Linked DNA regions of Gossypium hirsutum: region 1 is linked to region 2. Evidence: chromatin contacts called from public Hi-C data. All regions are on one chromosome and are shown on one strand. Each heading gives the region's core, a stretch centred on a gene start, on an enhancer-like site or on the middle of the called end of the contact. The rest is flanking DNA. Distances are from core to core; before and after follow the strand shown. Region 1 has its middle 11 kb from the start of LOC107924874. Region 2 holds the start of LOC107924917 (pre-mRNA-splicing factor ISY1 homolog).

Region 1 (2,700 bases), core at 28-2,527, 75 kb before region 2:
ATTTGTAATTTAAATGAACTAGAGAACCAATTTAAAAAGACCAAAATTCAAACCCCAAAAAGTCCACTGCATTTTTTTATGCGAAAAATTAATTTTAAACCTGATTTTGAGTATTTTAATGGCCAATTAAACTCGATTTAGCTACAATTAAATATCATACATATTTATACACTTTCAATTGAATTTATTAACATAAATTAAGCCTCAATTAAATAGAATTAAACATTCAATTTCATGCATATCACCCACCGGATAATTCAAACAAGTGGCGTATCTTAGTTCAACAATGCTCGATTAACATCTCTAAAACGTGTAACTATATCTTTACCAAGCCTTAATCTCTTGGAACTCTTTTGCTTAGCTCCGCAACTCCTCAATCCCATCAATTATGTAACACCCCAAACCTGGCATAGAAGTCTAGACTGAATTTGGAATGCTACATTGATCACCGAAGTGATCGTAGGAAAATTTTACAAAACAACTCTTCTTAGTGAACCACAAGTATTTAAAACCATTTAATAATCAGTCAACAAAATTTACAGTAAGACTTAATATAAAACACAAAATAAACATATGCATGAAGATCTAAAACGGAAACTGTACCACAGTATTATAAAGCCTTACAATTCAAAGTTAATCAAATAACCAAATTGTAACGAAAAACAAAATTTATAATTTATTTGTTTGCGAGACTGTCCGAGACCTCTGCGTACTGAACCCATCAACAGAATCCAGAATTGTACTTGAAAGGGAAACAGAAGAGGGGGTGAGCTACATGAGCTCAGTGTGAGATCAAAACTATCTAACTACAGAACCAAGTACGGAAAACCATAAGTAGTTCAGAAGCGAAACATACTTACAGAGTTATATAGAAACAGTTAGTACGTTCAAAACGGACGTACTGGCAGACAACAAGATTTAGAACTTATTAAAAACACACTCAGTTACACAATCGCAAAAAAAAAACCATTTAGGGTCTGTTTGTTTGGAAGTAAAACATTTTTCGGAAAAGCTTTTCAGCCTTTTCCATTGTTTGTTTGGTTGAAAATATTTTCCCAAGGGAAAATCAATTACAAAACACGGGAAAAAAACCCCTTAATTTTGGAAAATGTCTTACCATTTCTAATTCGGTAAGACATTTTCAGGAAAATTAGAAGCCAACACTGATTTTCTGCTTCCCCTTCCCCTTCCCCCATCCTTGACAATTGATCTTCTGCTTGTCGTTAGCCAACACTGATTCTCAATACCAGACATCGGTGTTCATCAAAGCTTTTACCCATCTTTGTCTTTAATTGTCAAAATCTATACTAGCGTTCATCTTCCTTTCTCGAAGGTAAGAACGAAAAAAATTGATATGGGGAAAGGGTGCTATGTTTTCTGATGTTTAACTTTGGTTTGTCTTTTCTGATGAACCCATTTTTCTTCATTACAGATTTGATCACAGTGCTTATTATTATTTCATTCCTCATTTCTCCTGCTTGAAATTTACTCAGTTTTGATTTTTTTTTTCGAATTTGTTTTTGCACTCTTTTCCCTTTTTACTGGTACTGAGGCGTGAAGACTGTTGAACAGAAGAAGAGGAATGTGCTTTGCTTTCTCGTGATCTGTAAAATCATCTCAGTAACTTTACTCCAAGTCCGTCGTAGTCTTGATTTCTTTCTACGTTTCTCCTGTTTCTCAGTTGATTTTTTTATGTTTCTCTTTCTTCTCTTATTTCTTCTTTGTTCATAGAATTAGTTATAGTTTAGCTTTATTTTTTGTTGGAAATTTATGAAACAAAGAAGATTCCAGGGGTAAATTTATTCATATAATTACTTATAGTTCCACAACCATTTGGCCTTTTGTTTTGAACTGAAATGGTTATCATGTAAACGACCTAGCCTTTATCAGTTTTACTTCACAGTTGACATATTTAATCCACAACTGTTAATTGTGTCAATTACTGAATGCATTTGTGGATTGCAACGGATGGGTGCACTTTGTGAATATAAGATATTGTGTCTAGTTAAAAGCTGATCTTTGCGCATTTGAATCAAATGCTTACCATTATGGTAATGATGGAGCTAGAAGTCGCTCGAGCCACTCTAAATCCCCAGGCCATTTACCTTATGGTGGCAACTCATTTAATTCCTACGATGGTCATAATCGAAACATGAGAGCTTATAGAACTGAGGGATGGGATACTGAGAGACGGGGATCTAATTTGCAATCTGGCAATCAGTTTGAATACCATGCCTTCCTTCAAACATTAGATGAGTTGGAGTTGGAATTTAAGAGAGAGGCAATGGAACTTGGAAGAATTCGTGATAAGGAAGAAGATGAAGAGAATTATAAGCATCAGGAGGTAAGATGTTTATCTTGTTTGACTATCGTGTGTGCTTTTGGTGCTAAATGGTTTCTTTGACAAGCCTATATCCTTCCGAGGTAAGGTAAAATTTTTTATAACTTAGTTATCAATGTTGGATTGTAACTTTCTGTACTGTTAATTAACTAGAATGAACACCATGAAGTTTAAAACTCTAAAGCCGGAAACAGAGGTTTTTGTTCTTACTTTGTTTCTTTACTCAAATATATTTTAGAGTGTTTCAGCATTTTCTTGATTTATCATGCAGGCAACCCAAAGGTAACTCCTGAGGTCACAAGGGATGTTTGCGTGTTGGCTAGAATGATGGTTGCCAATTTGTACTATTCTTAGATTAA
Region 2 (2,927 bases), core at 194-2,693:
TGTTTAAGTTTTTGTAGGATTGGCATCTTCTTGTTCAATCTGACTTCCTATTTGTGATATATTCGAATATCATCCTGTGTATGTGGGCTCGCATTGCATGTGTGCCTGTGTGGATTAGACATCTATTTTTATTTGATAGTAAAAATTTGCTCGACAGTTAACAATCCAAGTATTGCACATATACTTACCCGTAAAAATGAACATGAGCAGGGTATATTTTGGTGTAGTAAGAATTGGTCTGGCGAGTATATGATGTAGGTATCTTGAAAGTATATTTACTATATTAATTGCTAGGAACCTGTATCAACAACCTGCCAATTTCTATGCCTCCTTTGTTCTAATGAATGTTTTTCTCACTAGATCTTTTGTGGCTGCAGTAGGCAAGGGACAAACTTCACTCAGTGAAACTGATGATCAATTACAGCTGCAATGTAGTGTGATTTTCTCTGATGGCAATGAGTCTCAAAACAAGAATTATTCAACATTGAAATTGAGCAATGCCATATTTTCCGGTTTAACATTGAAACTAGCATGATGTGTTGTGATCCAAGCATAGGCAGCAACTTACAATTATTGCTTCCTCTTTGAGGACTTGCTTGCTATAATAATCTGATAGCTTGAATTATTGACGCCTGCTTTTCTTTTACTGTATTAATCATACTAGGGATGTCTTGAATTTTATCTAGTCCCTCCTACTAAGGGTCTCTTAAATTTTTTCTAAGTCTCTTCTCGTGTAGAAGCTTAGAAATTTGTTTTGCAAGGGGATCATGATTCTCACCTAAGAGCTTGATGATTAAGACTGGGGTTGGATCACTATTAAGGGGAAAAAATTGTTAAAGAAAAAAAAGGTTTAATTATAACTTTTTCCTTTTTTAATTTATAAAAATTGAGAATTTCTGTTTTTTTTTGTCAGAATTTTATTTTACAAAAACTTAAAATAATTGAATAAGATAACATAGTTAAACTTTGACGTAAAATGTTGACTTAGTCTTAAAAATTAGCATTGGAATTAGTAAAAATTAGTAATTCAATAATTTATGTACAAGGAATTAATAAAGATTAATAACATTAGCAAAAGATTGGATGAACTTACCAATTTTAGGTCCGGTACAATGACTAAATTTTAACAAATTGAAATATAGAGATAAAATTCTTACAAAGAAATTGAAATATCAGACATATGCCTTGCACGAGCTATCAAAATCATAACAAAGTTACAAATATAGATTTGGAGGTCTCTCTTTCCTTCTCTCTTTTTTGCTGGTTTATCATCTCTTAATTTCAATTCGTCTAAGGTTTTAATTCTGCTTAGACCTAATCATAAATCAATTCACCCGTTTAAGTCTAAAAATTGGCCTAAAATTAAAAAAAATTAAGTAAAAATATAGATTAAAAAAATAAATTTTAATAAAAACATGTCCATTTTTTAAATGAACCGGTACTCGGATAAAAGAACTTTAGTCCAGGCCCGGCCGAATCACATGCCTGCTCACCCTTTCTTTTCTTTTCCTCTTCAGCCGACTCCCCCAATTTCTAATGCCTAACAGCTAATTTCTAAATCCCTAACAAAATAACTTTTCCTTCTACACTCCAACACCCACCGGCCACCACCATCATCGTTCACCAGTCAGGCAGTCACTATCAATTCACCACACACCCGCTGGAGACTTTATAATTTTAATACGGATCAAGCGAGCAAACTTGCCATTTCTTTCTGAAACTTTTCAAGTTTTAAGACGTCTCACTTTCAGCTCACGTTTCAGGGCAGGTGAATTTCAAAATCCTTTATTTTTCATTAAATTTGATTTTCTTTTGGTAAATGGAGGCATTTCAATGATAAGCTCGAGAGAAATTTTGGCCTTAACTTCATATTTTTTCAGTTTTTTTCTAATCTGTTGTGCACATTTAATGGTAAATTTGTTTCTTATTTTTTCATGTAACTATTGTTACTTTAACTTCTGTTTGGTTGCCAAGAAAACCGAGGAACTTAATTAGCAATTTTTACATTGTTCCTTTTTCTGTCTGCCCTGAGTTATTTATTTGGAGATTAAGCGGTTAAAGCTTTTCTGACTCTCATTTGCTAAACTTTCTCAAAAGCTAGAGCTTTCCGAAACCCTCAATCACAAATCACAATATGGCTCGAAACGAAGAGAAAGCCCAGTCGATGCTCAATCGATTCATAGCCCTAAAAGCCGAGGAAAAAAAGAAGCCCAAAGAACGCCGCCCTTTCCTCGCCTCTGAGTGCCGTGACCTTGCTGAGGCCGACAAATGGCGTCATCAAATCATGCGAGAGATCGGCCGCAAGGTCGCTGAGATTCAGAATGAAGGCCTCGGGGAACATCGACTCCGCGACCTTAATGACGAGATCAATAAGCTTATACGAGAGAAGTCGCACTGGGAACGACGCATCATTGAACTCGGTGGCCCGAATTACACCAAACACGCCCCTAAAATGACGGATTTAGAAGGGAACATAGTGGATGTTCCAAACCCCAGCGGCCGTGGCCCTGGGTATCGGTATTTTGGAGCCGCGAAGAAGTTGCCGGGAGTTAGGGAGTTGTTTGAGAAGCCGCCAGAGTTGCGAAAGAGGAGAACTAGATATGATATTTATAAGAGGATTGATGCAAGTTATTATGGGTATAGGGATGAAGAGGATGGAGTTTTAGCTAGAGTGGAGGGGCTAGCGGAGGCAAAGATGAGGGCTGAAGCTGAGGAGGAGTGGCGGAGAGTGGAGGAGATTAGAAGAGAGGCAAGGAGAGGGGCGAAGGAGGTGGTTAGCGTGGGAGCTGCTGCGAGAGAGGTTTTGTTTGAGGAAGAGGAGGATGTGGTGGAGGAGGAGAGGAGGGAGAGGGAGGAGAAAGAGAGGAAGGATAAGGAGAGGGAATTTGTCGTGCACGTGCCGTTGCCTGATGAGAAGGAGATTGAGA

What was found. A called contact is a pair of places that touch in the nucleus more often than the background predicts.
Region 1: a Hi-C map of fibers shows a contact between it and region 2, with 2.5 times the contacts expected there. The contact joins the enhancer-like site here to the promoter of LOC107924917 in region 2. A contact is called at or near these places in 7 of 34 Hi-C or Micro-C datasets (anther, fibers, hypocotyl and 3 more).

Annotation. Positions count from the first base shown.
Region 1 is chrA02:101,007,693-101,010,392 of Gossypium_hirsutum_v2.1, reverse strand. It overlaps the pseudogene LOC107924886. Among protein-coding and RNA genes, the nearest start is that of LOC107924874, 11 kb to the left of the region's middle. Within about 2 kb of position 1,277, at least 5 of the 9 cell types and tissues checked have an H3K27ac peak or open chromatin away from gene starts, as enhancers often do. A contact at or near this core is called in fibers, where this site is marked.
Region 2 is chrA02:100,933,063-100,935,989 of Gossypium_hirsutum_v2.1, reverse strand. It overlaps LOC107924917 (pre-mRNA-splicing factor ISY1 homolog), which reads left to right and starts at 1,443. Exons shown (of 2, transcript XM_041082343.1): 1 at 1,443-1,768; 2 at 2,102-2,927. The coding sequence starts at 2,135. It overlaps LOC107924898, which reads left to right. Exons shown (of 2, transcript XM_016855486.2): 2 at 381-625.